2 separate regions of the Zea mays genome follow, and region 2 is linked to region 1. Evidence: chromatin contacts called from public Hi-C data. All regions are on one chromosome and are shown on one strand. The core of a region is the stretch at or near the end of the contact, and the rest is flanking DNA. Distances in the headings are between cores, read along the strand shown. Region 1 holds the start of LOC100280280. Region 2 holds the start of LOC103630640 (receptor-like protein kinase HSL1).

Region 1 (6,545 bases), core at 3,211-5,710:
TTCTGCAGTTCGTCTTCTTTGACTTCCGACAGTGCTCTCATCCCGTAGGTCAAAGTCCGGCAGGCTGATTGATGCATATTATCTCCATCCTGTCTCTCTTGTACAAAATTCACCTGGGGACGGTTTTACTTTAGCATTGATGACTCAGCAAGGCTCTCCCCCCGAGGACACGACTACACGAGATTGGCGTCAGTCAGAACTTCCTCAAGTTTTCTTCTGCTAATGAAATCCTGGAAAGACGCATCCACAATAGATCAAACCTACACTCTAAAACCTCCTTCACAATTCCTGTGTTGAAATTCCTGCGTTCTAAATGAGTCATAATCGTTTCGTTTTACCTGGAACATCAATTGGTTCTCGTACAGATAATAGATGTAGAGAATAGCCAGCCTTATCACAACAATAATAACAAGTGCGCGAGCGCGCGCGCACACCAGAATCGATGGAAACGGTAACAGCCAAAATTGCAAAAATGTGGACGTCATGAACTCATGCATCCAACAACAGGAAAAGTGATACGCTGGTCCTTTCTGCTTCTGGTCTAAACTGCAAAATACGTTGGCAAAATATTTCTGCACGAGCGCACCCCGAAAGCTCGCTTGTCCACATAAAATAAAATCTAGCGCCGCTGCGAAACTCAGAAACGAGTCGCCAAGGGGCTTGATGATTCTTACCACAAAAAAAAAACATGTTTGGCGTATACATGCAGAGGGAGTAATTAGGGGGGGCGCTAGAAACCACATGCTTTTTTATTCTGTGGGGGGAGTAACTGTCCCAGCTGAGGGCCGTTGCAGGCTTCACATCAGTTGTTGGAACAGGTCATGCAAGTCCGATGCTGGATCCTCTCACTTCGAGTGAAACTTGCGGCTAACAGACTCGTAGCTAGGAACATGAATAACTGCAATAAAAGCAATTCAGTTAGTCGCCATACCTTGTCGGGCACCAATGCACCATGACTACTCGAAACTGCTGAACATACCGTCGCCCCACGATGCCATTGTGAGTGGTGTAGACATCATCTCCTTTGCGGTTGACAAAATGTCATTCAAAGTGATCTCCTCAACTGTTTTCAGGAAATACTCGATGGGCTTCCTGAAATTTCAGAAACATAGAATCAGTTGAAGATGACAACAGATCTACTGGACTCTGGAGAAATGGACACAACTGCTGCATGGATGCTTTGGATCTGATTGGACTCAAAAAGACTATACCAACTTAGGAGTAACTAGGTTGTCTAAGCATACATCCACACCCCTCAACAAACTGAGCGAGACTCAGATCTTTGGATGTGCTTGTACTTGTTGGGACCCAAATAGAAAATCTTCCAGCATGACTATATTGATATTTTTGCAAGGATACGGTGCATAAATGTAGCAGAAAATAGACCTAATTTATGTACTAGCACAGCAATACTCTCGTACCTTTCCCCATAAGTAAGAACCTGTCTTCCAATATCTTCAGATGCTATAGACTGCAGAAGAGGAAAAGTGTGTACTGTAAAGAACACTTTAGGAAAACGGGTCATACAGTTAGGATTTGATCAGGAGCAAGAACAGTGTACCCTTGATTCCAAGTTCATCAGAACTGCAGATTTGGTTGCCTCTTTAGCACGATCAAGTTGTTCTTGTGTAACTACAGGAGGTAAAACATGGAGGACAAAGGACTGTGACTGATAATGATCAACCCAGAATAGAAACAGGAAACTGGCAAGAAAGAAACCTTTTCCAGGTGTCGCAATCTCCAGGAGTTCCCCTGCTGCCAAATCCACAGCCTTCGATGAAAAGTCTGGGCTCTGTTGAATGATAACATTAAAAAAACAGTCAGCTGCATTAATTGTTTGAACACAAGGGCGTACACAATTTAGATTACTAGAGACGAACGGCCCGCTTTGAAACGCGCAAAAGAACAGATAAAAATTGAGCAGCCATGAACACGCGTCAGGGTCCGGAGCTATGCTAAATGACGTGAAACACGGACGTGCCCTGAAAAGGCATGAGGTTTTAATAAAAAGGATGCTCCAGGAGAGAAGCTTACAGTGACTGCATAAATTCCAAAAAGGCCCGAATTGTTATAGACGCTATTGAAAGCAGAGAATGATTCAATCTGTTGGAAGTTGGTCAAGACACGGAGATCTGTAGATATAGGATCAAAGGTCGTGTTAGGATTCATCACATAAGTTTGTTTGCATAACTCTATGACAGTAATGATTTATAAACAGCCATACACAATCGAGAATGCATTCCCTTTCCAGGCCCACCAGCAGAGAAGGACCCTCCTCCTCCCATGAGCATCTACAGACAACAAATTGATCAACATACCTTTGAAGCACTATTAGATTAGCATATGCAACAGCACATGTGATTGTTTTTTAACACCGCTAGAAGAAATGGCATACACCGCACGCTCAAGTACAGATGAGACTGCCTGAGAAATCTCAGGACATGTCTACCGGGCACACATGCACGCACACTACTCACACTGTCACACACCCACATGGTTCCCTCAGGGGGGAAATCCCTGGTGAGGCACATGAGTTCATCCCAGGCTCCCAGCCAGGAATCGAACCCGGCGAGCACATGAGATAACATGCAAAGATAAGTTCCAAAAAAGAAAGCATCAGCAATTCTAATATAGAACAAATGGCCTCAAGTATCCATAAATAGTTAGATCATTTAAACAGTTGTAAGGCATACCTGAAGCACTGTCACAACCATTGCAGTTTTCTCTTGATTCCAACCACCTGGCACCTCAAAAGCAAGTGCGATGTGTGTGTTCTGTTTCCAATGAATCCAATTTTAAGCATAATTGAAGTAAATCATTCATAACCCCTCAAGAATAATAAATTAATAATGCAATGCCAACAACTCACTGGAGAATCTGCTTGGCAGCGATAGTCTCCTCCCACGTACACAGATTTTGGCTCTTCAGGACGTTTCACGCACGGAAGGTCAGACAGAAGTGGTTCTACAACTGAAATCAGCGCATCATGATCAACTCCTGATGCTGCAAGAACCATCCTGGGAGCAGTGTAATGTTCCTACATTTATCATAATTTATCATAACAAACAAAAAAGTCACAGAGACGCTTTCATGACTGAGCATTGACTTGGGAAATAAATCACTGAATCTTACAGCAACAAATTCCTCCAAGCTGCTAACATCCAACCGGTTTACAGCAGATTCTGAAGCCATCAAAGGTTTTGCCAGTGCCCCGGAATATCCAACCGAATGAAGGGCCTCCAGAAGTAGACCTTGAGGATTAGCAGACGCATCAGCTATTTCAGATTTTATGTTCTGGAGCTGTAGAAACGAAGAACGCCATTAGTACATAAAAGGATGAAAAAAAGAACTTCAATTTATTTTCAGTGATAAAGTACCTGCTCTTTGACCTCCCAATCGAGGAATGCTGGATTCCTCACACTGTCAATGAGAACTTCAACCATTTCTGGTGTATAGCTCTTCAATGCATCATAGGTATAGCTCATTTGTTCACGGGAAGCTGATGCAGAGACATTTCCTCCAATGGCTTCTACCTCACGAACTAACCGTAAGTGAGTCCGATTCACTGTGCTCTTGAAGGCCATTCTCTCCAACAGATGTGATACTCCAGATGAAGCAGGTGTTTCGTAAATGGAACCACAGTCAATGTACAGACCCACAGATGCTGCTGGGCTCTGAGTTAAGTCCATAAGAAAACATTGATGTCATGGAAAAGAACGGAAACAAAACAAAACAAAACCAGAACTTCAACATATGTGAGAGCAGGGCAGTACCGATGATGTCTCCGAGGCGATCTTGACGCCATTTGGAAGAGTAGTGACTTTTGTCTTAGATGGCTCTACAAAATCTGGTAGAGGTGAGGGAATGCTAATGCCTGGGAGTGGAACATCAAGGGGAGGGAGTTCGCTTGATTTTCCACCAAGAAGCCAGCTGAACAGACCACCTGAGGACTGCTTCGCAACACTTGTACTGGCAAGCCTAGAAGCACCATGATGCTGAAAATGAAAACAATACAAGAATGGAATATGTCTTTCAGGCTAGAGAATGCGTCAACAATTAGCATCAAATAAGTGGGAAACACAACTCAAAGGGTATGTGAAATCTAACACTGCAAGACAAATTTGAGAATGGACAACAACCAAAGCTGCCTGCCGAATTTCTTTCTTATGGGATTCGTTTCATCTGTGTCCCTACTCCCTAGTGCCTACAAGGAAATAGGAGTAAAGAACCCAGCTTCTGATTCATCGCCACATGAGAACGACACTCAGGCGACCCGTTCGGATCTAACCTAAGTGCAATCATACCCGAGTGGATCGAGACGTGCATGCAACGGGGAAGGGGAAGGCAGGGGAGAATAGGAGGGCGGAACCTTGAGGGAGCGGAGGTGGCTCCCGGCGGCGCGGTACATGGTCTCCGGCGATACGAGATCCTGCGGCGGCGGAAGAGGAGCAGAGGCCGGCGGTGAGGGACGGTGCGCGCGTGCACAAGCTTTGGGGTGGAGAGAAAAAGGCCAAGAGTTCCGCCTCTCACGTTGGGCCGCTGGGTCCGTGGGCCTAAAGTTTTTCTTTCCCTTTTGAGGATCAGCCGTGGGCTTAAGTGAAAGTTGATTCCATCGCTTTAGGCTTCATTTCTGGACCACGGGCCCATTTGTTTCCGATCGCATCGCACAATACAAGGTTTACTAGTCATAGCTTATTTCGAATTTTATACTATCATATACGATCTACTGTCTACTAGTCATAGCTTTAGGGCATCTCTTTGGTTGTTTCGTCCGACATGCGTCACCTCGCCTCACTAGCTTGGGCCAGCTAAGCAAGCCATTTTAGTTTGGATGAAAAAAATATGAAGCGGAATTGAAAAATATGAAGCGGAGCAGTCAAAACCAGGGTTTTACAAACCGGTTGGGAGTCAAAAACCGGCCAGCGCCGATAACCGATTTATTGCGATTAACCATGATAAACCAGTACAAACCAGTTTTTAATTTTGACCAATTCTAGAACAGTTTATCGGTCCATACAACCGATTAATCGGTCACTAATTTGATAAACCGACAGCGGTACGTTAGAAACCAAATCTCTTTTTTTTTGCCAAATAAGGGTCTGTTTGGTTGGGTTGTGGCTGTGAAAAAAGTTGTTGTGGGCTGTGAGTTGTGGAAAAAGCTGTTGTAGGCTGTAAGATGTTAAAAAGCTAAAAACCGTTCGGTGGAAACCACTAAAAGTCGTTAAAAATTCTTCGATATATGTTTTCACAGTTCCATCCGAAAAGTCACTAAAAGCAGGTCCAGGGGTGCTTTCAGATTTGCACTACAAGAAAGTCGGCTTTTAGAAAAAGCTGCTTCCTGGATCCAGCCTTTTGGTTGGCTTTTGGCTTTTAGGGGGCAAAAGCCAAAGCCAAAAGTCAAACCAAACACACCCTAAAGCACATTGATGTCATAAAATTTAAACAAAAAATGCATAAATGTGATCACAAGCCCAATAACAATATTTAAAGGTTCAAATGTATTACATGGTACAGTTTCATTGTTCAAATATTTTCATGTCACGATTTCACAGTTCACAAATAACATCGAAGATACAATAGAAGGTGAAATTATTCATGCAAATCAATTGATTTTTTTATTTGTCTTCATGACAAAAAAAAAATAAATGGGTCATATGAGCTCAAAAAATGTTATATAGTTTTTAGATTTTTATTGGGGGTGCATGCAGTTCAAATTAGTATTTGTTTCGGCTAGCGCATAAAACATCGCTTGTACAATATAGAAAGGATGAGTTATTTTTAAAAATTCTGAACTTCTAGACGACAACTTATAAGTGGTGTATTGCATGTAAAGTAACTTTCATGAATAATTCATAGTATCTATACAAAAGTTGGCATAAAAAGTTTTCAAAATTTATAAGTTTTTCCAAATTTTAAATCAAAAACTGGTGTATCGGTATTACCGGTAGGCACCGATTACCAATTAGCGGGCCGGTAAGCCGGATGAACTGTTCAGTTTGATGAACCTTGGTCACTATATATCTTATCCACCTTTTAAACGCAAAAGGCAAATAGCATGGTAAAATGTTATTTTCACTAAGCAACACCTTGTTTGTTAGTGGCGGACATGAGGCCATAAGACCGGCTCAGAAGGCGAGACAGACAGGCACCAAGAAGGTTAGGGGGAATTGAAGGGATTTAAAGTAAAAAAAAGGTAAACTGGTGCAGAAATAAATTAGATTGAATATGACCGACTTCAATTGCAATAGCTGGAAAGAAAATTATACTCATAACCATAACCATCGGTTAGGTCGGTTAGGTCGTAGGATGATGTTTCTACCGATACCTAGGGTTCAACAGACAAGTCTTTTTTTGCACTCTCAAAATTGCACTTCAGCAAATCAAAACTCTCGAACTTGTGTGCTTCTGTAGAAATATAAATGGTCACATTTTACTGTTCATGTAAAAGCTACTAGCAGAGGGTACAATACAAAATTTGGAAAATATGTATTGCCAGTTTATCGCTCTTGTACCATTTAGAAACTAGTGAGAAAAAAACATTGAGT
Region 2 (7,265 bases), core at 4,522-7,021, 170 kb after region 1:
GAATTACAAGTGTTACAAATAACTTTGTTAGATGATTCGATGTTTGCACCTGATATTCTTCAGTTCATTACAATTCCAGACTATTCCTCAAATGCTTCCGAAATATCGGGACAACTACTAGTGGTGTACATAATACCAGTCCGCTAACCTCATAGTACTAGATGTCAAAATACTTGTCGCTACTAGTACAGAGTAAAACAACTTTCCCTTTTTACCCTCTTATACTCCTCTGCTCATATTTGAGAAGTACTCTAGGTGAGCACGTTACGTTCCTGCACCCAAACACCCGCTACAATTAGGGATAATTTTTTGGTGTTTGATTTTTAGAGACTAATTTTTAATTTCTCTATTTTATTTTATTATTATTTTAGTCATGTTGATGTTTTGACACGAGGATCCTACCAACTAGTGAATTAGTGTTGTGTGTCTAGATTCAGATGGGTGATACAAGAAGACACAAGCTTTTATATTGGTTCGGGCAAGAGAAGGTTCTACTTCTAGTTGAGAGAGATGAGACTTACATTACTTGCATTTAAGTGCTTGTAGTAGGGGATACAAGACGGTCGGGAGAGAGAGAGGATCCCAAGTCTATGGTGATTGAGGCGAGTCCTCCTTCCCATATGAAGCCCTGAACTTCTCCTTTTATAGCCTTAAGGAAGGATCCCAGGAGTGCCACGATTTGTCGTGTAAGGAGAGGAGGCGAGTTCGAGTCCCTGTAGCCGGTATGACCTTTGTGCTAGCTGTTGACTTGAACCAGGAGGAGGACGTCCGGTCCTTGTATTTGCATCTTGACCGGGTAGAGAGCCGAGGCCAGGATTTGGGGCTCGAACGCGTACCCGAGCCTGTCTGATGGAGGTGCTTCCCGAGTCGTAGTTATTGAAACAGTGATAAATATGGTGGTAATTCTCTCTGTATGGCGTAAAACAGACTTGACATCAATAATGTAGCCATCTCGTTATCAGTAGCCCTCGTGAAGGAGTTTGGTGACGTCTTTTGGTCGATGTTACCTATGCCGAGGCCATGCTCCATGCTCGGGTGAGACGAAGGTTCCTCCCCGAGGCCTTGGTCGAGCCTGCCTTGGAGCATACAGTCGTATAGAGAGGAGTTAACGCAGTTGTCGAAGTGGCCTCCCACGGAATTCATGGAAAGTTGTTATCGGAGTAGTTGGTTGATCGGATCCGTTAGTTCCCTTGCGCGCGCCCGGTGGGCTGATCGGCCTGATCCGGTTAGGCTTTTGGTCCACGAGCTTACATCAAGATAGACCTATGAAGTATCTATCCACTATCCAGGCAAGGCAGCGCAAGGCTTGGCCGGTTTTCGCAAGCACACGTCGATGGTAGGCAAGTTTTCCAGACGTATTTGGACTCCGGTAGCGTTTGGTTCAAGATTTTGTAACACAATCGGAGTACAGCGATATGGAGATCGCGTCCGACTTCCAGGAAGTAAATCTCTACTAACTATTAAGAGCTAAATGTAGACTGCCCCCGCCCCCTCCCCCCACACACCCACACCTCCGCCCGCCCGGAATCCACGCCGCCAACAACTGCCCGCCCGGAATCCACGCCGCCGGCTTCGCCTGCCAACCCCGCCCGCCCGCAAATGAACCACGCTCGCCCCCCTCCAAATCATTCCGCCAATCGCGCCGCGACCAACAATCCCACGCCAACCAACGCCGCAATCGGGCGAGCGCGGCCAAAGTCGCGGGTGGCGGCGACGTAGTCGGGCGGGTACGCGGGCCAGAGCGCGTGGTCGGCGAGCCCGTCGGGGTGCACAAGGTGGAAGAGGTAGTCCTCACTCGCGCTACCCGCAGGCGCTGGCGGCGAGGCGGCTGCCGTAGCCCTGCAGGCGGCCGGCGGCGGGGTCGTTGGCGTAGGGCTCCTTGTCCTGGACGGGGAGGGCGAAGAAGGCGGTTCCTACGGCGCGCAGGCGGTCCATGAGCTCGGCGGGGATGCCGTGGCCGGCGATGTGCATGACGCCCCAGTCGGCGGCGGCGGCGCGCACGGCCTCCACGCACTCGTCCCGCTGCTGCTGGCTGGCTGCTGCTGTCGAGGAAGGGGGAGATGTCGACGACGGGGATCCTCGGCGCGTTGTGGTCATTGGCATGGGTGCGCGCCAGGTCGAAGGCGTCCCCGAGGCCGGCTCGCTCGTCGAGAAGCTGGACGCGCTGAACCGCGTGGCGGCGGCGGCCTCGCGCCTCGGCCGTCGGTGCGTGGCCCCGGCGCTCGTGGGCTTCGGCCACGTCTACGCCGACCTCCTGGCCGGCCGCGCCGATGCGGGCGCGCTCGCTGTCGTCGCCTCCCGCTCCGACGCCGCGCCGCTCGTGCGCAGGCGCGACCGCGTCGCCGCCGCCACCGTCGCGCTCTACGCCGAGCTCGACGCGCTCGCCGAGCTCGAGCAGTCGGCGCGGAGGCCGCCCACCGACCAGGCCCGCCGCGCACTCGAGCAGCGCGCGTGGGGCTCGACCTGCTGGCCATGACCCGGGAGTTGGGGCAATGCGAGTAAATCCCGCAGCTCTCCGGTCTGGTGGCAGCAGATTCAGGCCCCGTACTCCAAAACAGTCTCAGCGATGGCGGGTCAGCGCCGATCTGCAGAGTCGATCATCCAGACATGTCGTGGCCAGTGAGTTTTCGGTCGAGTTGTGGAGCCAGCCCCAGGAAGATGTTCATGCACTACTTGAGCTTGAGTAGCTCAGCGCCATGGACGGACGGGCTCGAGGACGAGTTCTCGGAAGATTCCAGCTGCATCAGCAGCACAATCAGATCAGGGATGCTTGCACCATTCAGCAGCGAGCAGGGGGTACCCACCACCACCACAACGCCGCCACCACCGAACAGTGGCAGTATCGGCAGAAAGGCGCGGCGGTTCGGTCCGAAGAGCACGGTGACATCGCTCGCGCCGCGCGTCCATGGTCGGCGGCTCCGCCCTCGCGCTACACTACGCGAACATCATCATCGTCATCGAGAAGCTGCTCCGGTACCCGCACCTCGTGGGCGAGGAGGCGCGGGACGAGCTGTACCAGATGCTGCCGTGGAGCCTGAAGCTGGCGCTGAGGAGGAGCCTGAGAGCCCGCGCGAGGAGCACGGCGATCTACGACACGTTCCTGGCGCACGACTGGCGGGAGACACTCCAGAAGATGACGCTGGCGTGGCTCGCCCCCATGGCCCACAACACGGTCCGGTGGCAGGCCGAGCGGAGCTTCGAGTTCGAGCAGCAGCAGCAGCAGCGGGTCGTGTCGGAGCGGAGCGTGCTGCTGCTGCAGACGTTGTACTTCACCGACCGGGAGAAGACGGAGGCGACGGTCTGCGAGCTGCTCGTCGGCCTGAACTACATCTGCCGGTACGAGCGGCAGCAGAACGCTTTGCTCGACTGCCCTAGCAGTCTCGGCTTGGATGATTGTGTGGAGTGGCAAGTCCAGTAGAGCCGAAAGCCAAGGTCAGGCACTCAGGCCTCTGCTCTGGTCCGTAGTGTATACAACAAGTGATGTGATTCAGCGAAGGGTACCTGTGATTTGGTTTTGCTTGTTTTCTCTTCCCTTTTTTCTTCTACGTTGTTCTCGGCGCATTTTGCATAGGAGCTCATCGTCTGTTGTTAGATGAAATGTAGAGGTTTGTCGACTCGAAAGACGCTCGCTTTAACTCCCTGCTCTGCATAATTAATCTTGTAGAATCCTTGTGTGAAGCAACCTGAAAACTGGTTTGGTACTTAGAGCCTCTTTGTTTCAGCTTATAGATTATATAATCTGGATTATAATTTAAATTATACATTCTAGATTATAATCTACACATGTACCTATTTGGTAGTCTACACATGTAACTGGATGAAATCGTGAATAAATTACTTGTTCTTCTTCAGGTACGCAATTACTTGTGTTGAATTAGGTTTCAGGTTACTTCAAATATATTTGTTATCATGATTAGTAAACAATGCTAACAGCTCATGTTCATATTCTAGAATGGCAAGCAAATGGTACACGAGGGAGTATTGACAGTTCTAGCGTCAGTAGCATATTCATCACAGGTGTTATTCACTTGGGAGTTTTATGCATATTGAATCTCTGTCATTGTGCATCATAGCCTCATGGGGTTGTCGTATTGTTGTAGCGCTTTCTAACTTACTCATAATAACAACTTTATATATCATTTACATTGTTTTTTTGTTGTCTAGCTGATTATAAGTTTGTAGCAAAATTTTTTTTGTTTGTCCATTTACGTGGGGCAGCAGGCTGCTGCGCTCTTGGGAGAGCAGCCCGTCTACCACGCCGTACAGCGTACCATTGGCTGCGGGGCTGCCATGCCCCCAGTGTCGCTGCCCGGCAAGGAGGCTGGGTATTTGGAGAGTATCGGCGAAGCATCATGGCTCCCGACGAAGCAGAGGCTGCGACCAGCGCGCTGGACGTTGCTGGGGCCGCCTGATGCTGGCGGCGGCTGCTGCCTGGGGGCAGCGGCAGAGCTCATGATCGTCGAGACCTTTGATAACATATTGGTAAGAGACACGTTCCCTATACTGACGATATGTTTCCGTTGCAACGCACGAGCACCCACCTAGTAGTAGATATAAAAAGCAAAAGAACGAGGAACGTTTGAATTGGCATGGCACTGAAAAAACGCACCGTCGTTCACAAGTGCTGCACCGAAGACAGTGACATGTTTGAACGACCGAACCTTTTTTTTTGTTTTTGCCCCCCACTCAAACGTTTGAATGATAGTGTATGATCGGAGACAACAGGCAATTCTAATCTCAAGTTCAGTTGATCGGTGGATAACATGACAGACACCCACCGAGACGATTGGTTGGTGGCGTGCTAAACTGCTAAGCAGTGGGCGCTGGTGCGACTTACTGTTCCCTCGGGCCTCGGGGCTCGGGCAGCTAGTAGTAGTGCAGGTGCAGCTTTGAGAAGACAAGGCGGCCCACGCACGGCGCTCTCCAGTCTCTCTTTGCCATGGTCAGCAAAGGCGAGCTGGCCACAGAGACTTTTACTTTTCTCCGCACCAGCTCACCCCACCTCTGCGATATGTGGAGGCAGGCAGCTGTTTAGTTGGCAGTCCCAGTCCGTCACAGCGTGAGATCAGTCAATGGGCTAGATTAATTAATCCAATGGTTTTATTTATTTGCTAAACTTTCTAGAAGCAGCCGCGACTTGGCGTGGAATACTGTTTCGTCGCCGCGTTTTCCATGTCTCGCTGTCCTACGCTTCCGCTACTCCAGAAGACGTTTTGTGTTCCGTCTTTCCTCAATCTTCAAGTAGTAAGTGCGAGCCGTAGCGCATGTTCGCTTCCCGGCGTGCCCATCCAGATCCAGGCCGCGCACACGTGTGCGTGGAGTATCCTTCTGCTCACGACTTGAGTACTGACCGGTGGGACCGCTCACAGTCAAAGCGTGAAGCATTCCTTTTCCGTTCGGCCGGTGGGACCGATCAGGTAGGTGGTGTCGCTGACATGGCTGGCCTGCCTACTTACTTATTAGTTATTACCAGGCGGCTGTTTGTGCCGCGGCTAGTAGCTGCCTCCCTCCTCCCTCGCTCTGTCCGCTGATCGCTGCATAGGAATAATAAATAGTTTGGTCGTGTTTCGTCCAGACTAGAAAAGAGAAAGAAAGAAAAACAGATCATGTACTGCGCTTACTGTCTTCGAGATGGCCACAAAATCAACGGAGATTATGTAACGATAAAATACTCGGTCCTTGCCACTAATTAAGCCACGTACGTAGCTGCACGTTTCGCCCGCAGTTTAGCAGTCACATCAAACAACTCCAACTCAAACATATACTCTCTTCTATTTTTTTTTCCTCGAATACGTAAATAGTTTACGCCAGCATAACCACGATACAAATATTTGAGCACATAAACAGCATGCTTCTGATCAATGCTCTATAGATAGGCTACAAGAATTAGCTCTACAGATAGCATAACAAACATATTCCTTTCAAACTGAGCCAAAATTTTGACCTGTCTAAAACAACGTGCAACCGCCACTAGCCAATGACACCAGCGACTCTTGAGTCTCTGAAGCTTCCAAGCAACCATCACCCAGCAGAAAACGAGCCAATAATTAACGGGACAATGCAAAAGGCTGGGCGTCACCGTCCCAAGTCACGTTCCCACTGACCAGTACATATAAGTGTGTCCCCGCGCACGCTCCAGGGTTCACAGTTCACACCACGCGGTCCGCGATGGCAGGCCACCACCGCGCCCGCCGAGTAAACGGCACGCGCGCGCCCCCGCGCCGGCCGTCGGCGGAAAAAATCACGCGGAGCCGGAGCCACCCCGAAAAGCCACGCACGTCGCCAACAACCGTTCTACGCGTCCAGCCCCTGCTGTGCGCCTGCGTCTGGCTCGCCCTGCTGCTGGCGTGCCTCCCGCGCCAGGCCGCGGCGCAGGACGCCGAGGCGCGGCTGCTGCTGCAGATCAAGAGCGCGTGGGGCGACCCGGCGCCGCTCGCGTCGTGGAGCAACGCGACCGCGGCGGCGCCGCTCGCGCAGTGCAGCTGGGCCTACGTGCTCTGCGACGGGGCCGGGCGGGTCAGCTCGCTCAACCTCACCAACGTCACGCTGGCCGGCCGCACCATCCCCGACGCCATCGGCGGGCTCACGGCCCTCACGGTGCTCGACCTGTCCAACACCAGCGTCGGCGGCGGCTTCCCTGCGTCCCTCTACAACTGCGCCGCCATCGCGCGCCTCGACCTCTCCCACAACCAGCTCGCCGGGGACCTCCCGGCCGACATCGACCGGCTCGGCGCCAACCTGACCTACCTCGCCCTGGACCACAACAACTTCACCGGCGCGATACCGGCGGCGGTGTCCAGGCTCACCAACCTCACGTACCTCGCTCTCGGCGGAAGCCAGCTCACCGGCACCATCCCGCCGGAGCTCGGCCAGCTGGTTAACCTTCGGACGCTCAAGCTCGAGAGGACTCCCTTCAGTGCCGGCACGCTGCCGGAGTCGTTCAAGAACTTGACCAAGCTAACGACCGTCTGGCTGGCCAAGTGCAACCTCACCGGCGAGATCCCGAGCTATGTCGCGGAGCTGGCGGAGATGGAGTGGCTCGACCTGTCCATGAATGGACTCACCGGAAACATACCGTCCGGGATATGGAACCTCCAGAAGCTGACGAATCTGTACCTGTACACCAACAACCTCTCCGGCGACATCGTCATCAACAACGGGACGATAGGAGCGGCAGGTTTGGTAGAGGTTGACCTGTCCGAGAACATGCTGACTGGGACCATCCCAGGAAGCTTCGGAAGCTTGACGAAGCTAAGGCTCCTCAT

The links. A called contact is a pair of places that touch in the nucleus more often than the background predicts.
Region 2: a contact with region 1 is called in a Hi-C map of ear, with 2.1 times the contacts expected there. The contact joins the promoter of LOC103630640 here to the promoter of LOC100280280 in region 1. A contact is called at or near these places in 6 of 25 Hi-C or Micro-C datasets (bundle sheath, ear, leaf and 1 more).

Annotation. Positions count from the first base shown.
Region 1 is chr6:171,520,243-171,526,787 of Zm-B73-REFERENCE-NAM-5.0, forward strand. LOC100280280 reads right to left here and starts at 4,461. Exons shown (of 13, transcript NM_001153208.1): 1 at 4,370-4,461; 2 at 3,774-3,995; 3 at 3,378-3,674; 4 at 3,133-3,300; 5 at 2,870-3,037; 6 at 2,694-2,774; 7 at 2,225-2,291; 8 at 2,035-2,132; 9 at 1,720-1,792; 10 at 1,562-1,632; 11 at 1,422-1,471; 12 at 980-1,092; 13 at 639-898. The coding sequence starts at 4,408. The coding sequence ends at 846. It overlaps LOC100194088, which reads right to left. Exons shown (of 14, transcript NM_001359391.1): 14 at 6,215-6,545.
Region 2 is chr6:171,692,003-171,699,267 of Zm-B73-REFERENCE-NAM-5.0, forward strand. It overlaps LOC103630640 (receptor-like protein kinase HSL1), which reads left to right and starts at 5,772. Exons shown (of 2, transcript XM_008651688.3): 1 at 5,772-7,265. The coding sequence starts at 6,169. It also overlaps the pseudogene LOC103631609.